Linked DNA regions of Bicyclus anynana: region 2 is linked to region 1. Evidence: chromatin contacts called from public Hi-C data. All regions are on one chromosome and are shown on one strand. Each heading gives the region's core, a stretch centred on a gene start, on an enhancer-like site or on the middle of the called end of the contact. The rest is flanking DNA. Distances are from core to core; before and after follow the strand shown.

The links. A called contact is a pair of places that touch in the nucleus more often than the background predicts.
Region 2: a contact with region 1 is called in a Hi-C map of whole body, with 2.9 times the contacts expected there. The contact joins the promoter of LOC112047813 here to the promoter of LOC112046149 in region 1. A contact is called at or near these places in 2 of 2 Hi-C or Micro-C datasets (whole body and whole larva).

The regions. Positions count from the first base shown.
Region 1 is chr27:7,002,162-7,008,012 of ilBicAnyn1.1, reverse strand. It overlaps LOC112046149 (zinc finger protein Xfin-like), which reads right to left and starts at 2,911. Exons shown (of 4, transcript XM_024082667.2): 1 at 2,774-2,911; 2 at 2,431-2,663; 3 at 1,150-1,278. The coding sequence starts at 1,264. LOC112046145 (GTP-binding protein 2) reads right to left here. Exons shown (of 18, transcript XM_024082656.2): 18 at 4,753-5,851.
Region 2 is chr27:7,187,006-7,192,856 of ilBicAnyn1.1, reverse strand. LOC112047813 (catenin alpha) reads right to left here and starts at 2,664. Exons shown (of 24, transcript XM_024085071.2): 1 at 2,481-2,664; 2 at 1,392-1,573. The coding sequence starts at 1,560.

The DNA of each region.
Region 1 (5,851 bases), core at 1,662-4,161:
GAGAATTATTTTAATTCTCTGCGTGTGTGAAGTCTGCCAATCCGCATTGGGCCAGAACCCTCTCATTCTGAGAGGAGACTCGAGCTCAGCAGTGACCTATATCTTCAACAGTTTCTACACAGCATTATATCAAAACACTAAAACGCTTAGCAGTATATGTTTGACGATCGGACGGACGGACCCACAGCTGATGCCTACCATCAGAACTGAACCAATTTAGAAATTTTGGAATCCTAAACTGAGGTGAGGTGGGAATCGAACCAAGGATGTTTGGAGAACTCTGTTGGAGGACTCTCTCAGGACCAACTGTGCTAGAGAGGTCACAGCATAAAACTTGGAAAAAGACAGGAACATCCTCTATTTCACCTATATCACACTCAAATTCACCAACAAATATGTCTGTATGTTTTTTGAGAGGGACGAGGTAAACTCACACATTGAAAATATTTAACACCAATAAATATATCCTTACAGCACACAACAATAAATTTTCAAATCATACAAATAATATACACACGTGTAATTTTAATTTAAATATATAAGGCAATTAGGTTTGTGCTCAACTGTGTATTGTTCATACATTAATTTTACCAATCTATATATCTATACAGTCATGTTATAAAGCTGAAAAGTTTGTTTGTTTGTTTGAACGCGCTAATCTCAGGAACTACTGGTCCGATTTGAAAAATTCTTCCAGTGTTAGATAGCCCATTTATCGAGAAAGGCTATAGGTTATATGTTATCCCCATATTTCTACGTTAACGGGAACCACGCTGGTGAAATCGCGCGGCGTCACCTAGTATTTACATATGCAGTTCTAGACAATCAAATAAGCTGATCTGCCTCAAATAGATGTTTTCAAGATGTAGTGCTGGAGGAAGCTCCAGCTTAAAAACGGATAACATGAACTTATTAAATTTTTAAGAGAAGCTAAATTTGGTTTGAGATTTGCGAATAGGTGGTGGAATGTTATTCCAGCATCGCATGGCGGCATATTTAAAACTGCCCCTAAAAGCCGCAGAGCAATGCCACGGGACCCTAGGAGGCTTTCTTGTGTATCTATACTGCTCATGAGGTCGCAACCCTCAGTGATGAGGATCACAATACAAGGAGGTGGTAGAACTTCCTCAGAGCTCTATAATTACACACCTTGTTCGTCATAGTCCTCTATTTCAGTCTTGATATTGGAGATGTCCAGGATCATGTTCTTGATGAGTGGGTTGTCCAGGACATTGTGCTCTTCTATGTCTATGTCGTCCTCCATTGTTTATGGTAAAGCTGAAAGCAGAGACAAATATTTTAGCAGAGGAGTTTTGCAGGAAAATTGTGAGAATCACATCAATGGACGGCTTCTGTGGCTCAGTGGTATGTGCTGTGGACTTACAAGACGAAAGTCCTGGGTTTGATCCTCAGCTGGGCCAATTGAGGTCTTCTTAATTGTTCCAGGTCTGGCTATTGGAAGGCTTTGGCCGTAGCTAATTACCAGCGTACTGAAAAAGACATATCAACAAGCGATTTAGCGTTCCGGCATGATGTCCGCTTCCATCTTAGATTATAGTCAAGGGCTAACTTGTAAAGAAAAAAAATAGTTTTCATTAATTTGCTGCATTTTAGACTTTTATTGCTTTTTTTTTCTTTTTTTTATTCTTTACAAGTTAGCCCTTGACTTCAATCTCACCTGATGGTAAGTGATGATGCAATCTAAGATGGAATCGGGCTAACTTGTTAAGGGGAGGATGAAATACTACATAATGTCATATCGGAATGCTAAGTCGCTTGGCGGTACATCTTTGTCGTTAGGGTGGTAACTAGCCACGGCCAAAGCCTCCCACCAGCCAGACCTGGACCAATTACGAAAACCTCAATGGTCAAGCCAGGGATCAAACCCAGGACCTCTGTCTTGTAAGTCCACTGCGCCACGGAGGCCATCATAAAGTAAATTGCATTAGGTATATTGAATATAGATGAACAAGAATGGTTTAAGTGATTAATGTGATTTTGTCGGTGGACTCAAACTATTTAGTAAGGTTGCTTTACTTTAGTAAGACAGACTTTTGACCACTTTTGCCCTAGTAAGGCACATTATTTGATTAAAATTATACTTGATGACTGCCAGACTGTATTGTGAAGCCATATTAAAACAAAAACAAATCTTAGTCAACCAACCCAGAAAAATCTTAGCTTTCCATGTATTCACTGTGCTGGTGCTGGGTCCATTATGTGGCAGAGAAAAACAGAAGCAGAAGCAGGTGTAGGGTTAAGAAGTTTCTTTATTTTAAAATATTTTTAGGGTCAGTTTCATGAAAGGAAAAAAATATATACCTAACTTATAGGACTACTTTGTCGGTCTGCAAAAATAGATTGATTGTGATCCCAGAGTGATCAAATGATTGGAATAAAAATAGCATTCAGTTATAATTTTAGACTTACCTGTGTTTTGTATTTCACAAGTAAACTGCCATGTATTTAAAATGTTTAGCAAACAGGTCAAAACCCCTTGTGTTCTTCAAAATGCAATATCATTTAAAATATTCGTGTATTTGGTTCACATACTTTTCGTTTATATCCAATTGTTACGTATTCAATAAATGCGTTAATAATCACTGTTGAACCGATTCTAAGGTCTTAAATTACCAGGAACTCGTCGATAAGGTGCACTTTAACTGTAAATAAAGAGAAATAACGTAAAAACTAAAATGAAAGGGAAGCTGAATGATGTTTGGATTCGTTATTTCGTGTATCAATGAATAATAATTATAAAAAATTAAATTACCAAAGTATTTGTGGCAGTGTGTCTAAGTGTTTCGTGTTACCTATAAATTAAGCGGTTTTCGATTATAAATTAAATAAAAACGAATAATTTAATATCCATAGCTCGCTTTGGCTTCTGCAGCAAAAACATTTTTTTTAATTTTATAACCTCACCTATAGGCTTGAGCAAAAAAAATCGATGTATCAAAATATCGATATTTCTCGAAAATAATCGATACATACCGGCGATTTTTTTTGATATATCGATTTTCGATATTTATTTTCAAATATCAAAAACGAAGAAATGAATACATTTGTCATGGAACATGTCTATGCCCCGTTTGTGGTCTGTGCAGTGAAGACTGAAGGTCTTACAGTGGAATTCATAGACGTTGCAGGGGCACCATCAGGGGTTCATTCAGCCGCTGAGTGTCGAATTTAACTTTTATTTGTTTGAGAATTTGACACTCAACCGTTGAATGATCCCCTGGGGGTGGCCCTACAACGTCTATGAATTGTACTGTTAGAAGCCAGTGCTTAATAAATAGGTAGTACTTACTACGTACGTACTTTTGACAGTGCTTATTAAATTGGTAGAGGTTTCTTGGGCAAAATATATAGAAATATCGATATTTATCGACTAACTATCGATACGATATATATCGATATATTTTATCTACTTGCCCATCCCTACTCACCTCAACAGTCAACTTAAATCATAGACTTTATAAATCTATGACTTATATAATCTGTTCCTTTTCTGTTTAAGATTCTGTGGTTAAACCTTCCTTTGTCGTTTAGTTTATGGCACACTCTGACCATAGATAACTTGATACACTTGTTTAAGTGCTTTTACATGATGCATGTAGTTTGTGCAAGTAGTTTTGCATCTCAGACCAATTAAAGAAGAACCAGAATCGCACCTAAATTAACGAACAGAATTGTAATTTTTTGAAGGGGACGAGGTAAACTCACACATCGAAAATATTACATCATCATCTTATTGATAATAATCTTCTTGTATGAACTTCCAAGTACAAGGATCTCAAGCCGCCAGCATCCAGCGGCTGGAGGATATTAAGAGGGTAGCACAGTTCCGTTGGATGCAAAAATATTTAATACCAATAAAATATATTTTTCACTGCTCTTTTTTTGGGCGGTAAATCATCGATTTCCTATTAAAAAGTAGATGTACAATTAGCGACCAATAAATGTCCCCACTCAATGAGTGCCAAACACAACTTCTTGGCACTCAAATCAAGTAGTCGCATTTGCAAATTCAGCCTTAAACTCAATCCTTAAGGTAAAATTTGCTCTGTATTTGGGATTTTATTGAATATTGGACTATATTTGAAGGCCTTTATAGGTATAATTTTCTTAACCAATAATTCTAAAACTGTCAAAGCAAAATTGGCCAGTTTTTAAGTGAAATTTTCTACATGATAGTGCGTCCTTTTATTAAAAGAGGTCATTGCGGTAGATCCAAAAATTGTTCGTACTCGACTAAAATACTGAAGTCCGAACTAGGCCTTATTATCGGAATGGCTGCCCTAAAACTATAACCTACACGGATTGCTTCAGACAAAATATATAGAGGACCTGCCTCGCTAAACATTACTCTCTGTCAAAGTATAACATCAATGATCTAACGCCTTTGTGTATAAACAGTCGATGTTTCATTGTTGTAGCAGCTCCAATGCCAATTTGTGTGAGTTTCACTCGGCGATGCATCTCCGTAGATAACTACTCTTCGGGATTTGCCTAAATGATTTATTATTGGTTCCGATAATAAGTTTAGTATATAAGTACATAAAACGTTAGTTTTGTTCTGTGGTACAAAGCGTATAACCATTCTGATTATAAAGCTACATTATCAGCGAGTTACGTAGGCTATATTTCATCCCCATATTCCGTAAACTAGGGGGCCTAAGGGCGGACGCGTCCGCTAGTACTAAATATAAATGTAATTAAAAGGAATGGAAATGAAGAAAATAAACAGTGTTGAATGTTGTAGAATATTTTATTATATTATTATAAATGTGCTCACAAAATTCTCAATAGATTTGCCTAATAGTTAGATATTTGTTATATAATTAGTATTTAGTTAGTAATTAGAACCGTAAGTCGTTGGAAGTGCGAAAAAAGAAAAAAACAGTGTGTGCTCTAAACCATTCAACTGAAGTAAAACTTCTTTGGCTCGACGTCCGTTCGCCTCACCCGATTACACATTTCGTAACATTCATCAAATACTCCACAAGTCAAGAGAAGTTTTACTTTAATAAATACTATACATAATAATTTTGAAAAACCCCCAAAAGAAATTAATTTCTAACTATAATAATGACTCGACTGAAATTCTTTATAATAAATACCACAGAATAAAGATGATCCAGAATGAGTCTTTACAAGCAGCGTGGTGAAACCCATAAAACCCCAAACGTCACGCGTTTCCTTGACATTCCCATATACTTTTTTCATAATTTGTATTTCAAAATTTAACACTAACAACAATTACGTAAATTAATATAATAATCAATAATTACCAATAAAAAAATACTCCATCTTATTTCTTTACTTTTTGTGAACAGGTTTTAAAATATTTAATAAGATGCCATTTTTCTTGAATAATATTGAAAATTACTGATGCGACGCTTCGTGTCGTACTGACTCGAGAATGTATTCATTTTTTTATTTTGTATTTGGAACGGCTACGACACCGTCGTGTTCCGTGCGGTCTATCTGCCTATTATTCTTTAATCTGTGGTCATAAGTCATATCATAACAGAAAAATTTAAATGGAAATCAAATTTAAATGTATCAAAAAAAAAGTAATAGATTACCAAATCAATCCTTTCATTATAAATACCCACTCGAGTATGCTCAGTAAATACAGTAAATTCATCCCCTTCCCCTCCCCTTCAAAAAACACATTTTGTAATACAAAAATTAAATCCTTTCAATTGATACAAACACACAATATATAAATCACACACAAATATATAAATCACACTTTTGAATGGTTCCAATTAAATTTAAAGGTTCCAAAGGTTTATCTTCTTGTCCCCCTATCTATTAAATGGCTAAATCATTTTTTATAAAA
Region 2 (5,851 bases), core at 1,415-3,914, 190 kb before region 1:
TTTGTAAGAATTTCAAAATGGTATATAATGGCCAACAAAAAACTACAATTAGAAAAACGTTATTTATTAATTGTATATACATAATACGCGAGGCGGACGACTATAAGGTTTATGAAGTGTAGTTATAAAATACCTTAAATAGACTAAATTAAATATATTGATTATAAAAATCGACATGTGCGAGTCGGATTCGCCCACCAAGGGTTCCGTAGATTTTTTTGAATAGTTACTTATCCTCGGTTGGACGTAGGTATACACTATCGTACTTTGTAACAAACATAACAAATAAATCCGAAATTCACCATCTATCTAACTAAAAATTATGAAATAAAATAATTAAATAAACGAATAACCCGACTGCATAAATGATACATAAACTGATTAAACTAAAGTGGGGACCTATTAAAAATGTAGACGTAAATCATTATATTCAATATAATAGGTCCCGACTGTTTTCTAATTATTTTCTACACTTCTGGACTGAGCTTGTTTTTTTTCTTTTCAGTTTTTGTATCATATAGGCAGTCGGGTTTTTTATTTGTTTAATTAATTAATTTATTAATTTTATTTAGTTTAGTACGAAAATGAGTGAAGCGGAGCCTGGTACTAGCCGGAGCAGTTATTCCGCATTGCTATCGTTTCCGTCACCAAAAAAGAAACGTACGAAGCAATCACCCTTATCGTCCTCCGAGAAAACCGTTTTGATTAATGTGTTTAAATATGTCGAGGATACCTTATGCTTGCTTATACATAATAAAAAACAAAACTATAAGGGTTCTTTATTGACTACGGAACCCTGAATATAAGTGAAACATTATCTGTTAGATAAATAACAGGATATAGGACTATAGAATGAAAAAAATATTTGTTTATCAAAGGAAGTTTTATTTCATGACAATATTCGTAAATAATGCTGTAGTAAAATGTTGAGCACCCCTAAGTCAGCTGTTTTTGTTTATTTACATTGTTTAAAATACCTACCCGATCTGACTATAGGTTAGGTTAGCTTAGGTTCGAATCCGGTCCGGGGCATGCACCTCCAACTTTTCAGTTGTGTGCATTTTAAGAAATTAAATATCACGTGTCTCAAACGGTGAAGGAAAAACAATATGCGGAAACTTGCATACCAGAGAATTTTCTGAATTCTTTATGTGTGTGAAGTCTGCCAATGTGCATTGGGCCAGCGTGATGAACTATTAGCCTAACTGCGCTCTATAGTAAGCCAAATAGTGGGTAGTTAATGATGCATGAGAATAATAGAACAAAAAAATATAAAAACATAACCCTACAACAAAATAATGATTAAATACCACAGAGATTACTAAACCAAAACAGTTGTGGGGTTCCACTTTTTTTCTTACATTCATATTCTTTATATAAAATCAACTTACGTCTCTTCTTCTTTGCAGACTTGTCCTTACTATTGACCAGGGTGGTCACCTGGAGCACCAAGGGCTCTAGAGTCCGTTCCACTGACATGGTCCTGATCTCCAGGTTCTTGGGGTCCCACTTGAGGGTCAACTGGCCTGTGGTGCCGTAGGGGTCGGTTAGGGTCGCCATTGGTGACGGGGTTCTGGAATTTGTAATGTTGATCATAAATTGTGTGTTAGTTGTGTAAGAGTCAAATGTGTGTTGTATATGACTGCCTCATTGGTCCAGTTGTAGCTGGTTTGGCAAAGGAAAATAAGGTCGAGGGTTCTAATCGTCAGGCCAACAAAAAAAATATGTTAGTAAGAGTTTTTTTGTAAGAAAAATCTTAATTGTTGGTGTTGGTACACTTCCTTGTCTCGGAGCACGTAAAGTCATTGGTCCTGCGGTCATATCTCTCACCGGCTATGAGAAAGAGTTATTTGATCACAAGTCCAGGACTCTCCTCAGAGATTTTCTCTCTGCCATGTGATGGATCTGGCATTAGCACAGTGAATCCATGGAATGTTAAGATTATTGTATTACTATCACTAATATTACAAAGTGATGAAGTTTGTAAGTTTGTTTCTTTGTAGTGGGCAATCTCTGGATCTAGGTACTAAACCAATATAGAATTTTTTTCATACAAATAACCACATATTCCCTCGGGAACGGGTAATCATATAGTGTATGGATATGTATAATTTCTTGTTATGGTTGTTAGTCATTTATTTAACTCAATGACTATACCGATACGAATGATTGCATTGATAATTTTCCACTACTTGTGAAAGTAAACTACTGTTATAGGTGACTCATCCCACTAAACTACAGCCCTTACTAGACATGTTAGGTATCAAATACGAGTGTTTACTACAAATTAAACCAAATAACACTGAAATTTTGATAAATAACGAAATGAAAGTGATTTTAAAATAAACAAAACATTGGTCTACAATATTAATAACGCGACCAATTACGATAGGTCGTTTTTACGTTTAAAAACAATACTGAAAAGCGAACTTTTTTATTTGGTCGAGTAAAATATTGACATTGATTGTGCTCGCATTTACCTTAGTTTGGACGATATTTTGAAGGAAGTCCGCTATTTAATACAATGCACGACACTTATAGTAATGTAATACACAAAATTTAACACACTTCACTTAAAATAACGAAGATTTAATCACGAAAATGTAGGAAAATAACACGAAATACCTCACAAAGGCGTGTCAAAAACAGTGGAACTGTGTTGCCAGATTATAATGGCTTAAAAACAGAAACAAATTATTCATCATTGCCAGTTTAGAAATAAGCTAAAGTTACACATAAATGGTGCTTTTACACAGTGCAAGTAACTTATTTGCATTTTTTAATGTTTGACAGTATTTAGCATTTATTAAATGTTGTAGAATGTAGATTCTTTGTTTCAAAATTTAACAGAATTGTTTTTACGGCCACGTGGCTGCGGAAATAAAACCAGCCCACGTTAACCCATGTAATGACATTATTGTCTTTTGTCCCGAAAAACGAACAAATTGTTCTTCCTATCATCTTTTCTACCAAACCTAAAGTCCTAACCTAGTCCCCTTGCCGCTTTAGTAACTGCGAATTTAGCATACCATGACTTACAAGCATTAAACACAAACTATTAATAAACATTTATTTTATTTCAAAGCTCCTAAATCAAATGCATTATCCATCACTTCGAATATGTCCGTATAAGCGACCGTGGTGGTAGCAATAGTTGTCGGAGAAGTGAAAAATTTTCCGAAATCTGCTCTCATTTGCTGTTCTATAGCATTCTTTTTAGCACCGTCTTCTACATCGGTAACTTTGGGATTAATCAAGAACTTTTCTACTTCATGAGGGATAGTTACATTATCTGCAATAGTCACTTTATTTGGTATTTTAATCTTCGTAACTAGTTTTTCTTTAATTAAATTTTTAGTAGTTTTTGGATTAAGACGTCTTTTTGGATCGTTTGTTTTAGTTTGATTCAGTTTACTAAATGTACTATATGGTTTGCCTTTGATTAACTTTTTAATGATTCTTGGTTTTACATTGGGTTTTTGCGAGATATTTACTTTTAGCCCTTCAATTTGTTTTATTGTACGCCTCGTGTTTATTTTTAGTGTTATGTTCTCTACTTTAGATTGATTTTGTTTGAAACTTTTTCTAGGCATAGCAGACATTTTATCATTAATTTTCAAATCATCCTTACCGATAATTTCATTTATATCATCACTCTCAGTGATTTTATTAACTGTTATAGTAGCGTTTTCCACTTTGGTAGTAGAGTACCGAGGTTTGCTATAAGCAGTTTTCGTTGGAGCGCTATTTTCAATTCTACTTTTAATATAACTATTCAGACCACTCTTACGGTTGTTAGTAATTATATTTGCGTCAGTCATATCTTTGACTTCGTAAGTTCCTTTAAGAATTTCTATTTCAGTTTTTATTTGAGTAACGGGAGGTAAATAAGTATCTGTAGGTATCATTTTAGTAATGGTTTCTGATTTAAATGGATATTTGTTTATATTATCTGTACTTGACTTAATTGTTTCAGTTATATCAGTGCTTAAAATAACTTCGTCACTTAAATCAGTTTCTCTCGAACGTTTATATTCTCTGTTTCTTACATTATAATTTTCAATAGATTCTGCAATTCTTGAAACGGCTTTTTTGAATTTATTTTTGACTTTAATATGTTTGTCACTGTTTCCCGTTTTTGCTATTTTCTTGAGTCCTCCAACACGTTTCTTTTTTATTAATATAGGTTCTTCGGCAAGTCTGTTGTCTAGCTTAAATTCTTTGTGTATAACTTTAACTTCACTAGAACCAAATTCTTTTTTCATTACTTTAGATTTATTTTCTAAAGTTCCGACGTCACCAAGATCAATTTTATCATCGTTATCAATTCGATCTAAATAATCCTTAACTTGATGAACACGATGGTACATATTGTTATTGTTACTAACTTGGTTTGAAACACTTTCGGTAACTATTTGGGATTTATTGTATTCACTATTATACAAATTACCAAAGTAGAGACCTTCTGTATGTTGTATTGTAAGTGCCTTTCTTCTTGTATTCTGATCTTTAGCTGATTTCAATTCTAGAGAGTCTCTATTATTATTCAATCTTTTGTTGTGCATTTTTTTTCTGAAAAGCCAAGATAAAAATTATGAAAATGAACTTTTTTTTTCGTTTTTATAGGAATAAGGGGATAAAATAAAGCTTCAATTACTCGCCAATAATGTAGTATCCATTGAAGAAAAAAATAAAACCAGTTTAGTGATATAGGCTTAATAGCGTCACAAACAAAAGCACATTTGCATTTATAATATTAGTTGAGAATAATTTATTGTTAACATTATGAAAATGGACATGATTATGTACTTTTTATGAAGGCTGAAAATTTGTTTGTGTAGTAGCCAATTATGTGGCATAGACCGTGGTGCTTTGGAACGTAGAAAGATTCAAGCGTCTTCAATAATTAATCAAACCTTAAAAATACCATTAATTTTTTCAAGAGAACTACAAGAGTCTCTGTCGAAGGGTTTCTCCACAGTCCAAACTTCATAATTAGTTATTATAGGTAATTAAAGGTAACTACCATAGTTACCTTTAATTACCTATTAGTTAGTTAGTTAGGTGCCAAGGTGCTGGAATGGCGACCCCGCACTACACTACAGTGTTAGTCGACCCCCCACCAGGTGGACTGACGACATCAAGCGAGTCGCAGGGATTCGCTGGATGCAGGCGGCTCAGTATCGTGATGTTTGGAAGTCCCTACAGAAGGCCTATGTCCTGCAGTGGACTCCATCGACTGATATGATGATGACCATAGTTACCATACAAAGTTCGTCACTTTCATCATTATCATCCTCATCATCATCATCATTAACAGCCGGTGCACGTCCGCTGCAGGACATCGGCCTCTTGCATGGGCTTCCAAACACAACGGTCTCGAGCCGCCAGCATCCAGCGGCTTCATGCAACTTCCTTGTTGACCAACACCGCGCTTTCCGGTGCGTGGTCGCCATTCCAGCACTTAGGGGGCTTCTTCTCACTCTCAGCCTTTTTTAAATGAGGGTATGTCTAGCTATCGAAAGTCTATACCTTCGCGCTTTCATAGAAGTATCCTTCCTAAAGTAAGGAGTGAATTTAATCATTTTATCTTTAAAATTAACATCTATCTCGGCGTTATGACTTATTTGTGCTAATTTTGTTCTTTTGAGTTTGAATTTATCTATATTATCTCTCGTAACATGTTTTATAATATTATCTTCATCAAAAGGTACTGAGACCAGAGTATTAAAAATTCTTCTTAGATTGCGTTTTGCGACTTCGACCTTATCTGGATATAAAGTTATATGTGTTCTCTTCTTGTGTCGTTTATAGTCTGCTTTTATTACTCCTTTCTCCATTATTTTATCAT